Regions from separate parts of the Gasterosteus aculeatus genome. Here region 1 is linked to region 2. Evidence: chromatin contacts called from public Hi-C data. All regions are on one chromosome and are shown on one strand. Each heading gives the region's core, a stretch centred on a gene start, on an enhancer-like site or on the middle of the called end of the contact. The rest is flanking DNA. Distances are from core to core; before and after follow the strand shown.

Region 1 (6,900 bases), core at 847-3,346, 60 kb after region 2:
TGTTTATCGTTCCCATCAGCAGCTTATAACGACGCAGGTTGGTCTTTATTAACATAGAAATGAACATCACAAACCACACAGACCTGTGAACTCTTTGTGTAGGAGACACTAATCCCGTAGGGTTTGCTCAACTATTGGATTAAAAGGTAAATAAAGTAAGATAATATCAAAAATCTATTATCAACAGTTTGGAAACATAGACGTCTTCTGCAGCTTATTGACTTGTGCAAAGAGACGCCCAGATGGCACGAAAAAGGAATAACAGACACGACTTTGGACAAAGAAGATCCTGTTTTACTTGTGCTCCAACCAGGACTGGGCTCTCGTCCTTCAGGAGGAGCACGCTGAGCCAAATGTGTTTCAGGCTGCAGTGACCTTGTTCCTGTGGGGCCCGGAGTTCACGAGCGTAGCAGCAGCAGTCCTCCAGAGCTCGTAACGCTGAGGGAATAGTTTCCACTCGTGAGGGCCGAAAGGAGTCTTAGCGGCTCAGAGGCACAGCGAGCCCAAAGCTAGCTTCCGATTTGGAAATGTTATGGGGGAAGTTAAGAGAAACAATATCGAATAAAAGATTATTTATTGTTCCGAATGGGTGAGATGACCAAAAGGAAGCCCGATAGATTCATCAACGTTTGAAACCTGCTTTCAGATGAGTAAACTATTTTAAATCCATTACCTCTTCTTTGTCCAGATAACCATAGATCAGGTTTAGCTCAAAAAGACACACCTGTCAATAGTGGGCTGTCTGGACGAGAAGAAACTGATTAAGGATGTTTCGTAAAACATTTATTCTTCAACATATTCTTAACTTAGACCTGTCAAATCTATTACAGCGAAACAAAGGGTACTTCGTTCAAATCTACCTGTTATCTCATCCAGGTTCGGCAACTTTAAGTGATTCTTATCCATTGTTTCTAAAGATGGACAGACTGCAGTGAAATCACTTTTATTTTAGCTTTCATTCATAAAATTAAGAAAGACGAATAGATCAGAAGATGTGTATTAAACAACTTAAAGGCTTTATATAGGACGCACATCGGAGAGCACCAGCTGGGAAACTGCCTCCAGCTCCTTCGCGCTGCTGCTGCTCTCTTGTGTTTACACATCATGAAGACACAAGTTTACACCCAAAGCTGCGGCACTTCAACCTCAGCACAAACCTCCACCGCCCGCACACACACACACACACACACACACACACGCACACGCACACGCACACGCACACACACACACACACACACACACACGCACACGCACACACACAGCCTCCAGCCTGCGGTATTTATAGAACAGTGTGCAGAGGTTAGTGTTGCGCGCAGCTATCTGCACAGACAGGACACAACTACGTTGTACCGCACTAGAACGTGTCATGTTGGCGCGTGACGTCGGTTACCTGCTGATAAACACGCGGTAATTACACGGTGACCAAAGTCTCCGCTGCATCTGTTAACACGAGCCTCTCGCCGGGGAGCGAAAGACACTTACGACCGGGGGGCTCTGTCCCGCCGCGCAACCCGGACAAACGGGCACAAGTGCGATAACGCGTTCGGCATTAGTCGTCCATTGTACACAAAAGTACATTTTCCGAACTGACATGTTTTGGAACAATGTCGCGAGCTTCACGCCACGGAAGTTCCACTTAACGTTATTAAATCTATAAAGTGGCAGAGTAAAAAAAGTTGCACAACACGACTAGTCGGCAGTTTTTAAAAAATTCACCCCACTTCTGTTGCGCAACGATTTCTACTTTCCCTCCGCTGACTGAGAAGAAACCACACGAACATTAGGAAAACAAGTCAAGTGTAGCAGAATTAACAGCGGCCCCGCCGGACTCCGAGGAGGAGGAAAAGCGCAGGGAGCCACTGACGTAAACACGCGTCCCGCTACACGCTCCACCAGCAGAGGCGACTGCCGACTTTTGCTTTTGTAAAGGAAGAAAAACAGACACAGAGAAACCTCACCTGAATTGAGGGCTAATGGCGGGTCTCCGGGAGCATCCGCGGCGCGGGGTTTTAGGACCCGTCGGTACTGAAACGCTCGTTCGGTCAACAGCTCCGCCTTCCCGGAGGAGTCACGTGTCGCACAACCTCCCGTGTGTCCGTGAGGGGCGGGGCCCGCGGGACAGGATGGCCGGCGGCCGAGGGGGGAAGCTGTGACGTGAGTGAACTCTTCGTGGTTGTCGTGGCAGACACTGGGCCACACAGGTGTGCATCACCCCCGTGAGCATACAGCCTCACTGATTCTTTCACAAACGTCTCACCCGTTCGCCTGTGTTTGTGGGATATCTGATTTTGTTTTACCGCTGTCTTTTTTTACGGTACTTGTCAGTATTTTATCACCCATGTTGTCACTGTTGACTTATTTTTTTTTCATCTTCATCCTTACCGCCGATAAAGTTATCCCAACCTATGGCGCTGTCCCAGCAGCCCTTTGGTTTCGCCCTATACAAGTCAGGTCTCACATCCCGGCCCCTTCGTTGGCACTGTTGGCGCCATTCGTACTGTTAACTGCGAGACGGCGGCTGAGCCGCGTTGAGAGTCATGTGGAGGCAACAGATGTGCTCCGAATTTTGAATTTAGCACTTTCAAACAAGCAAAACTACTTCAGAAGCTGATTGGGGGAATGCGGTTTCACAGCTCTTAGTTTAATGGGTTGGACATAGAATTGGATACATTTGATAAAATCATGTTTCCTTAAATTATGCATGCATTGAGCCCAACGCAGACAAACCAAACCCACAAAGCGTTGATCACAAATTTGCAAAGCTCAATGCCCTCTTCAATGGGCCTCACCTTGTGTTTCACTTGGTGACTTACAGGCAGCCTGTCTAACAATGACGTTCGCCAATTGCCGACAACATGCATGTGTCAACTTGTCGCATTCAGCAGTTAGTTTAATACTTAGGTGGGGAGACATGGACTAACATTTTCCAGTCAAGTGGAGTCATTTTTTTGTGAAGCAACACATGTTTGAGGGTTTACCGTCACTGTTGTTTCAGGTAATAACAGGACGGACACGGCACACGGAAATACAAGACTAATCACTAGCAGCCTCTCATAAAAAACAATTTGGTTTTGCTGGTGCTCTTGATGACCATTATCTTTGCTTCAGCTACGCATTTCCTCTGTAAAGGAACTTACTTGTGTCAGGTTCTCAGCCCACTGTGAATCACACAAACATGAAACTTAGAAGATAACCGTAAGCGTGCACTTCCTCCACCAAACCGGAGCATGTCTTGAATGTGGGCAAGTCCTCCCAACAGTCACGTTGCACAATAGCCGGCTGGAGCTTGTTATGTGATGCTGGAGCAGGTAAACACACATTGCATTATATTTGTTTTTATGTTGAATATTCAACAGTTTGAGTTTGAGAAGTTGAAGGTCAGAAATCAGAAATATTTGCCAGTATTGTGAGTATTATTATGTGTCTTAGCAGTATAGAGTTGTACACCTTCTGTCAATGTCAACATTAATACATTATCATCAAATCAACTAATCTTGAATAAAAAGGTCTTATTTTAAAACCCTGGGTTTTAGAAGAAAATAATTTTCACTGAGGAAAGCCTTTAATTATTAAGTCATGTGTTTTTAAACTGCTGCCTGTGTAGGATCAGCACATATATTGCAGCTTGAACAAGTAGCGTAGAGCTCACCGACAGTGAGACCAATGACACTTGATCAGTGAGATAACCTCACAATGCTCTGAGGGAAAACAGTTTTTATCAGGGGGAGGAAATAGAATGTAAATGTCTTCTCTTCGTCATTTTGAAACAGCGTGTCATCTACACACTTTCTGGAAATTATTATGTGGGCTGGACAGGAGAGTAGATGCTTTTTTTTCTTCCAGATCAAAGCAGATCTACAGAAGCCATCTCGCTGGTAAAGGACTTGAAGACAACGGGGAGAAAGCAAAAGGTAGAGAAGACGGGGACTATGATCCACAGATTAACAGGGAGAGGATGACATGAGCTCACAGTGGTCCATGTAACACCACACAAAAGTGGGCTACATCAATGGCGGCCTTTAAAGGTCACCTGATGCTTCCACAGATGAAGTAAACACTGGCCCCCTTTTGGAGTGGGGGCTCATCTGAACAACTCAACCCAGTTGAGCCGCTCTCTAAAGAAAACACTGACAGCGTAATAAGTATCCACTCAGACGGGCCCCCGTCCGCGGCAGCAAGTGAGGCGAGCTGATTTGCACATCGGTGGGACAAGTCGACCCGGCCCCCGTGCTCGCCTCTTAAAGCGCGCCGCTGACAACGTAATAAGTGTTCTGTGGAACCCGTCTGTGGCAGTGTGGAATAGGATGCTTCCAGAGTTCATCTGCTGTTACGGAGGCAGATACGGCTCCCCAATGCAACATGATATGTCATCACTACTCGCGGCAACTGCAGGAGATTTTATTAGGGCCCTTTCCTTGTACAGCAACCGTTACTATAGCAACACACTACATATATGTAATGCTAGAGCTAATGTGTTTAAGAAAAGGATTTAAAATATTTCACTGTACAACTGAATTCTTGATGCGATTATTTTGCCAGACATGAAACATATTTTACGTCCAGTAGTATATTATGATGTTGTCCTCTTTCAGACTTCGTGACACATCTATGATACATGTCGGGGTTTTTTGCACTACTTTGCCGCAGTTGAGCGACTTTCCACCAGACACAAACGCCCTTCTGAGATGTCTATTATCTCCCATCGAAATACGATCAATTCCCTGTTCACGTGGCCTCATTTGAACGAAGGAATGAAACTCCCACTAAGCAGCTCTGCGCTGGGCGCCGCAGTGTCACACAAAGGGCAATGCAAGTTTCACGGTCTAGAAAAGTACCGATCCGTCGCAGTGCTGCTGCTTGGGTGGGTTCAACAAACAGTTGTTTATTCATTTGCACAATCAGGTAAACGAGTGTATTGTGAAGGTAAATAATGATTTCTTATTCCTGTAGTTAGAATATATAGTAAGTCCTGTCTAATATCTGCTTATCCCATGTAGGCAAAAAGCCCCAAAACATAATGAAACAATGTATCTACCAGATAAGGAATGTTATAATTGCATTTGGCGAACATGTTTTGATTTTAGAAGCAAAGAGATGAGAACGAGAGATGTGGGCGAGAGACGAGGGACACTGTCGGGGATGCGTGGGGAGGGCAGGACTCAGGACTCAGACTTAACCAAAAAATACTTTAATAGTCAAAAAGGAAAACACAAAAGGCCAACGGGCCAAAACCACACACAGGAACAAGCGGCACAAAGGCACACAGGAACCGAGCGCATCCAGGACGATAGACAATGACGCGACAAGTGACAGGAGACACACAGCTTAAATACACTAGGGAGGTGCAGGTGATTGGACACAGGTGGAAGCAATCAGACAATCACAGAAGATGACAGGACAAGGCAGGAAGTGAAGTTACCCGGGGAGACAAGAAGCAGAAAACTACAAAATAAGACAGGAAATAAAACCACACCGTGACAGATACAGAGACAAACAACCACTCACTCACCCATTCACCCATTCACCCGTCTACAGGCCATTTTCAGAGTCACCAGTTAACCGATCGCCCAGAGCATGTCTTTGCACTGCGGGAGGAAGCCACGGAGACACAAGGAGAACATGCAAACTCCACACAGAAAGGCCGCCGGGTGGTTTCCAGCAGAGGTGCTGTGCTAACCACCACACCTACAGTTCCAGCTTTCCTTCACGTATGAAGTTCATTATAAAATGCTAGCATAACATACCGGACCAGAAGATGTTGAAAATGACAAACAAAATACTTGCCAAGAGAGAATATTTAGCCACGGGTTTGAATGACAACAAAATATGGCAGGAAAGATCCTTGACACCTGTGTTGACATTCGTCCTATCAGCCTTGTCAAAATTGCTGACACCCGCCTGGGCCCGAGGAAAAAGACCAGAAAATGAAGTCTTTTATTGGAAGGTTCAGCTCTGTGGAATCGGAGACAAAAGAGAAATGATGACAAACCACAATGCCGTCGCTAGAAACCCTGCAGCTAAGCTGTATAATTTGACATTCCGTTTTAATTCAGCAAAGTGATGTCGACATCGACTTCAATGAGTCAAAGTCCTTCCGATTGAACAATAATGTGGGACAATTCAATGTAACTACAAGTTCAAATAGACTTAAAGAGGCTAATTTTAACCTTTTCAGGAGAGAGGGGAAAAATACTGCAGATGGTGAGATGGTAAAGATGTGAGCATAAAACTTCTTAATGTTGTCAGCTTTATATATATTGAAGATACTGAAAGACCCTGGGATTTGTGGTAAATGTAAAAAGACTTCTGTTTCAGAGAAATTGCGCTTCGCTTCAGATGGAACACAAAGAGGTCAGCGAGGATTTTGCAAAAACCAGCTGGTTTGATTTTAACTCATGACAAACGGTCCCAGACGAAGCCCTCCTTAGGGAATGTGCCTTTTACTGTATGTCTTTGTAAATGAGTCACAGCAGAGCGTCTTAAGACCGGTTTTACGAGGGAGTGATGACAATGATCATTCCCGGAATCGCATTTTTCAAAATTACATTTAAAGCCAACAGCTTTGCTCTAGTTTTGTCAGCAAATATCATCAGCATTTTGTCTTCATTACACCAATATCATAAGCCACGACTAATTCCTCTCTACCAACAGAAGCAGCTTGCACACCAAAACAACCCTTCAAAATTGCCAACACGGGCTTTTTAAAACACCTGCTTCATCAAATCTAGCTGCGTTTCTTCCAAACTCAAATGGTAATGTTATCTGAGCTCCCAAGTCATCCAAGATCTGCAAGAAATGCACGCTTTCTATTTGTTATACTGCTTTGGCAGCAGTGGATGGGTTTCCTGCACCTTATGATGGGAAGATCAATTCTTCCCAAACCCCAATAGCTGAGCATTC
Region 2 (6,554 bases), core at 995-3,494:
TTTGCATTAAAAAAAATGCTAACATTGAAGCAGCCAACAAAAGAAGGGTCATTATTAATGGTAATACGTACACATGATGAGATGATGTTACCGGGAAGGGATTTGATGCCAAAATTCATATCAGTTTCATCTTCCTTTTTTCTATTTTGACTCAGGAAAGTCTGAAAAGAAGATTCAATTTGTGTAGTCTTCATTTCAACCGACTCTAGTTCACACTGTCCATCATTCATCCTCTTCCCGCTTCTCCCACTCCCACCTGCCCTCCTCTTCCCTTACCTGTCGGAACAGGAAGTCCTGCTCGACTAGTCGCTCCATCTTCTCCCTCTCCTCCTGCTGCTGCTCCTGGGGGTCCGAGGGCTCCTGCTTGATGACCAGCCCTCGCAGAGGCCCCGTATCCTGCGCCGACGCCGAACAAGAGGCTGACAAGGATGAAAGGGAGAGCCCCTGGTGCTCCCTGAGCTCCTCCTCCGTCTCCTCAGGGTGACTCTGGTGCTGCCTGGCCGGGCCCGAGGCGCTGGAGCTCGCTGCCGACACGGGATCACCGGGCTTGGACATGATCTGGAGGATGAAAAGAGGAGAGTTCAGGGGTGGGGGGGCCAAGGGACACTCGACCCAGTTATATGATTCTCTCAAGATACCCGTTCAGGTAAGAAACTTTGATGGAGCTAAACAGGAAGATTGGACCAATAATCTTTTGGTTTCTTTACTCAATGTTCTACTATTGAACTTCTTACGAAGGAAAACAAAGCAGCTGAAACCTAACTGTCTCTGTCTACAGACACTGACAGCACACAATTGGTTTGTTCATTTATCTAATTTACTTAATTTGGTAAACAAGCATCTCTATATTGATTCAACTGTAACATTATTGTCAGACTAACACACCCTAAAATGTTTCATCTACGTGAGAATTGGGAATAATTCAACAAGGTTCGGCTTTCAATTGTCCGACGAGGCTCATTTTGAATTCTGATAGTTTTGCTGAATGTCGTTTGGGACTCATCTTAGATTGAGTTTGTGTTCACACATTTTAGAAGAAGTCGGGACAAAAATAACTTCAGCTAGAGGAGAAAAGAGGGGAAGGAAGTAGGGCTGTCAAAGTCGACGCTTTAATCTGCAAGATTATTGTGGTTGAGATTTATGCAATAAAATATTTTAATGCAGTTAAAACACTTGTGTTTACTTCTGGTGTGCGTTGACACGAAACCGCCGCGCGCTTCAGTCCGTTGGACCGGGGAGACGGAGACGGTAGTTGAAGACAGAGAGAGCTTTTACAGCTGAGAACTGTGCAGAGGAATTCCTCCACGTGTCAAACAGAAGGGGGGCGAGTGGCAAACGGACCACTTAAAGCACCTCTATGCTAAGCTAGCTGCTATGCTACTTCCATCTCAACGTCTAACGTTACCCTGCGCGGCGCACAGTCGGCAGAGGACCACCACCGTGTCCCTAAAAGACCGTGGTCTGGAAAACGTCCTGGCTAAATGTGCAGAGATTGTTGGCTCTTCAAACACAGCCGTTAAATGAAGGAGAGTTGAGAGCAAAGTGCACGAGGACCGCAGGAAGAGTCACTAGTTCGACATGTTCCACCTTGTGGCATTCGGCCTCGGAGACGATCGAATCTAAAATACACGCTTTCTAAAGTGATTACTGGTTACTGTAGAAGAAAAACGAACTTTTAATAGCGATTAATCTAGATTAATGAATTTCAAAATGTGAGATTAATTAGTTCCCTTTTTTTAATCTATGGACAGCCCAAGAAGGAAGACCTGCCATCTTGCCCAGCAAAAGCACAACCTTCACCACAAGTATCGCTGTTTTTCGTTCCCAAAATAGCCGACTGCTCGGCTAAACAACAACGTAGAAGAACTTAAGGTTACCCAAACAAAAGCTAACATTAGCCCGGCACTTGCCCTTTTTATATAAACAGAGCAACCAGATCTGTACTCTGAACTCTGGTTATTTATCAACTTAGAGGTCGGCGAAACTATATTTTCAAATCCATACAGGTAGTTAACTGAACTAGGCCTCCAGAAGAGGAGACAACCGAGCGGAGGACACGAGGGGGACTGAGAGGAGGAATTGTCGAGGGCCCGCTGTAGGAATCTTGTTGTGGCAGCTGTCCCCCGTCCCCGTCGTCAAACGACCTCAACCTTGATGTGCAGGTCATGATTGGAGTGGACCACTGCGTGAACCCCCCCCCGCCCACACACACACAGTGAGAGACATGGAAACAAACACACTTGGCTGGCATATTGCCCAGGGAACAGTCCATTGACGTCAGAGAGCAGGCTCCTGCCTCATCCCAGTCCCCCTTCTCCAAACAAACTCAAAACACCCATTCACTGCTCTCTCTCTCTCTCCCTCTCCCTCTCTCTCTCTCGCTCTCTTGAATGGTTCGAGGGCACACACACAGACAGACAAGCGATATTATCGCGCACACGGACACTTCACACTGGTCTGTCGGCCGTCCTCACAGCAGTATCGTGGTAGCGAGTACAGCGGAGTGTAGCCTCAGAGCCGTCTCAGGTAATTAAGGGGAAGCAGCAGACTCTTTCATTCCTCTTTGCTGCCAAAATCTCAGACAGTTAAAGCCAGAGTGTAACGTAGTAGGAAGGGCTCATTTTCCTTTGCTCAAGGGAGGGTAGATTCATGTTTTACAAAGTGGTGGTGTCCAAGGGAGAGACATGACCTTTAACATGGCGCAGTGACGTGCTGCTGTACGGCACCTCCTCGCGTTAAATCGCATGTGTATTACTAGGAAAATATATATATTTTCTTTAAACTTGACTCTTGTGCAGTAAGCGATACTATATCTGGGGGGTACTTCTAGGTTTTTTATTGTCCTATGTTATTTGAGAGGCAGCTCAGAGACAAAAGATAATCAATGACTAGCCATGAGATGATTACATTTGGTACGAATGGGACTACTGGGTATACAAGTAAAATGGCTTTGTGACTGCAATATTATAATTTAAACTATAAATCCCCAAGAATGCTTTTTGCGTATGATGTTACAAAGATAACAACCAGAAATGTGCTGTATTTCACTGGTTGCTGAACGTGGGTCTACAGTGAGCAGCCTGTGGTTTAGTACACTGGGGGAATCAGGGAAGCAATCAGGAAAGAAAGCACAGGGCCACAATATGTCCATAATAATTTTTACCCTTTTATGATGTCTGATATCGTCGTCAATGATTTACAGTGTATGGTCCATTCTAACTGAGAAATGTTTGGAGATTTCTTTCCTATTTTTTAATGGCAAACTCATTAGGTTCAATTCTCACTTTGAAGACGCCTCGAGCATTAAGACAATAACCTGCTTTTACACATAAGCTGGACTTAATTAGCTGCAGTCACAACAAGCTGGCGTTTTGAACGAGAAGGAGTCACTAACAGCCCCAATGACAAAAGATAATGGGACTAAATCCTACGGGAATATCTGCACTGACAAAAACACACAACAACAACCGCCTCCCTCTTTACAATGACCGTACAATGATTACGAATCACCTCGTCTGCGCACACACACACACAAACACAATGATGCACTGAGGCACACTTCCTGGGTGACCATATATGGAGGCGGCTTCCTCTCGAGCACAGTTGCCAGGGTGACAGGGAGAAGAAGGGATACATGAACACGGACTAGAAAGACTTGCTAGAAGAATTGCTGATTGCCGGCAGATTTATTGTGCTCTTGGAGCGGAGACAGGATTTACACACATTAAACAAATCAAAGTTGTGTAGATGAACGAAAACTCCCCCCAACACACACACACACACACAGATATACAAACAAACTTAAACAGACAAACTCATATAAATAGCTGGCTGCTCCACCACAGCTGTTTAAATGTTGCCTTGGATACCATTTTTGACACACACATGAATGGCTACCACCACATGCATGCGCCCCCCCCCCCCCCCACACACACACACACACATTCATACATTCAGCTACCTTGTTGATGATGTGCTGCTGCTGTTGGAACTGCTGTTTGTGTTTCTCCAGGAACTGCTGGTGTTGCTGCTGGACCACCAGCTGCTGCAGGGCCTGGGCCTGTCCACATTGCTGCTGGGGGAGAGGGGCCGACTGGGTTCTGCCAAGGGGGCGGTGCCCACGGGCAAGTTTGGAGACGGAGGGGGACGGCAGCGGGAGGCCGGCCAGACCAACTGAGGTGAACACATAATGGTCACAGCAGAATGTCAAGCTAGACTCTAGAATTTGGCCATCATTTGCTTTTGAACATATGTAAAGGGCCTCAGATTGATTTATTATAGCAGTTATTTTCCAGCTACACCAGGGTCGCTATCTCTTAACTTATATTTGCAGGAGAGGATTGTACTAGACAGTTTGGTTACATTTATCTTCGGTCCACCTACAAGTCATTTAAAAATATTTTGAGGTGTAATCGCCCATTTAAAAATAACTATAATCCACCTTGCAATTGTTTTCCCACCAGGCAATTTAGGTCTACACTCGCCTCTGTCCAAAAAGCAATCACATCATTTTATCCACCTGGACATTCGTGCAAAATTGTTATAATTGTGATTTGAACTTTTAAAGTATGCCCAAACATATCTATTGTGAGGTCTCATCGAGCTCCAAAAGTTGCCCCCAACTTTACATCTTCAACCAAACCTTTAAGCTACTAGTTCACAGTGTTACATGAAAAATACAATTACAATACATGGCTGTGAATGTGTGTGTGTGTGTGTGTGTGTGTGTGTGTGTGTGTGTGTGTGTTTGCAGAAGAGACCTACAAAATAAATCCGTGCAAGAGAAATGAAAATTGAGGAAGGATTTCTTTGTGCAGAACATTATGTTTTGAAAGCTTGTGATTGTCCGTGTGGAGCTGCTCGGGAAAAAGGGTGGAGGAGGTTCAGCAGCCCTAAGCCATTCATAAAGTAAGACATAAGACATTCAATACATACAATGCAAATGTAGTTAATTCAAGTTTGCAGTGAATGCTGACCCATTGAATTGTGGCTCTGCTCCATCAGCACCATGTGTTGGAGAAGGGGGTTGTGACCAGCCACGCCCCCTCCGCCCCCCTCCCTGTCCAGAGCCGAGGACGCCAAGTAGGAAGGCAGGTGGGCCGTGGGCAGGAAGGGACGGGTCAGAGGAATCCCCTGCTGTAGCGCGGGCAGCGTCAGACGACTCTCGCCATCTTGGTGTACTGACCCCACCTACAGAGAGAGAGAGACACACAAGACGAGATTGAGACACAAGGAGGGAGACAAAGAGAGGCAGATGGACAGAGACAAAGCAGGGTTAAATGAGACAGAATGGGAGCGAGATGGTGAAAGAGAGGCGCACATGTAAGGCAGCGTCTTGCCAAGAGAATAATTGAGAAGCGGTTTTGCAATCTAAATATCCTTTGGTGTCATGAGTGATGCTGCATTAAAGATTCATAATATTGAGCTTCGACTGTACTCACAGAGCTGGCCTGCCCCGTGGCTGGCAGTCCCAGGGTGATGTTGGGCAGAGAAGGGGAGGTGTAGAGAGACAGCTGGCTGACTGAACCCTCCCTTGCAGCCAACCTCTGAAGCAGGGAGGCCTGAGCGCACACACACACACACAAACATTGCAGTAAATGATCACAGAGCACAGTCACAAAGTAGACACCATGTCATGTACAAACACACACACACACACACACACATTCAGAGCTCCCCATTAAAACAGACAGACAATGCCATGTCTGGTCACCCGTCTGCCCCCGTGCACACAGACGGACACACAGGTGGATGTGCAGTAATGTTGGTTACCTCTCCTGGGCTGCAGGAGATATTTACCCCGTTCTCACAGGGGATGTTATTGGAGCTGTTGTTGGGGGAGCTGGGACCGGAGCCCGGTGCGCTGTTGCATGCGGACTCTGTAACACACAACGCACACACTCCATTTGCCTGAGATGCTGAGCTTGACTTCTGGGGTGTGTTCATTTCATAAAAGTACGGATTTAAGTTTTTTTTCCCTTTTTCATTTACATCCAAATTCATTTCAAATGAATGATGATAGCGACTTTATTCATAACATTTCATTAAAAAAAACATGTTGCCAGGCAAAATCCAGTCTTTGATGTTCCAAGTATAGAGAAGAATGTGGATATCTTCATCTCTACTCTACAAGTACTGGCAGAAGGAAAGTCCAGTAAGCTCACCAGCCACGTCGAGGGAGCGCTTCTTGGCGGTAGTGATGGGGCCATCTTTCCTCCGGAGGAGAGGGCTGCTGCGGCGCTCCGTCACCTTCTGCTTTAGCCGGGAGCGAAGCTTCAGGTTGGGCTCTGAGGCTGTCGGGACGGAGAGAAGAACAGGGACATGATGGAGGATGAACTCCAAAAGGTGGAGGAGTTTCAGTCTGTACAAAACTCTTAAGTAATTGAAGAGCTTCTTTTTCATTTGATGACACTTTTTGTCTATTATAACAATATGAGTGTTATTCCATCCCATTGACTAACTATGTGGCAGCCAACTAAGAGGATGGCGCTAAGAATGGCGAAGTATTTCATCTCCAACCGGGCCAACCAACCACCAGGAGCCAAGAGTTCCAC

Evidence for each region. Hi-C and Micro-C count contacts between places; a contact is called where the count stands out from the background.
Region 1: a Hi-C map of skeletal muscle shows a contact between it and region 2, with 4 times the contacts expected there. The contact joins the promoter of hdac4 here to the enhancer-like site in region 2. A contact is called at or near these places in 6 of 6 Hi-C or Micro-C datasets (blood and trunk muscle, liver, skeletal muscle and 2 more).

The regions. Positions count from the first base shown.
Region 1 is chr16:5,062,620-5,069,519 of fGasAcu3.hap1.1, forward strand. It overlaps hdac4 (histone deacetylase 4), which reads right to left and starts at 2,097. Exons shown (of 27, transcript XM_078091411.1): 1 at 1,959-2,097.
Region 2 is chr16:5,002,022-5,008,575 of fGasAcu3.hap1.1, forward strand. hdac4 (histone deacetylase 4) reads right to left here. Exons shown (of 27, transcript XM_078091411.1): 8 at 6,165-6,293; 9 at 5,773-5,879; 10 at 5,442-5,561; 11 at 4,977-5,190; 12 at 3,962-4,173; 13 at 277-558. Among protein-coding and RNA genes, the nearest start is that of twist2, 43 kb to the left of the region's middle. Within about 2 kb of position 2,245, at least 6 of the 9 cell types and tissues checked have open chromatin away from gene starts, as enhancers often do. A contact at or near this core is called in liver, where this site is marked.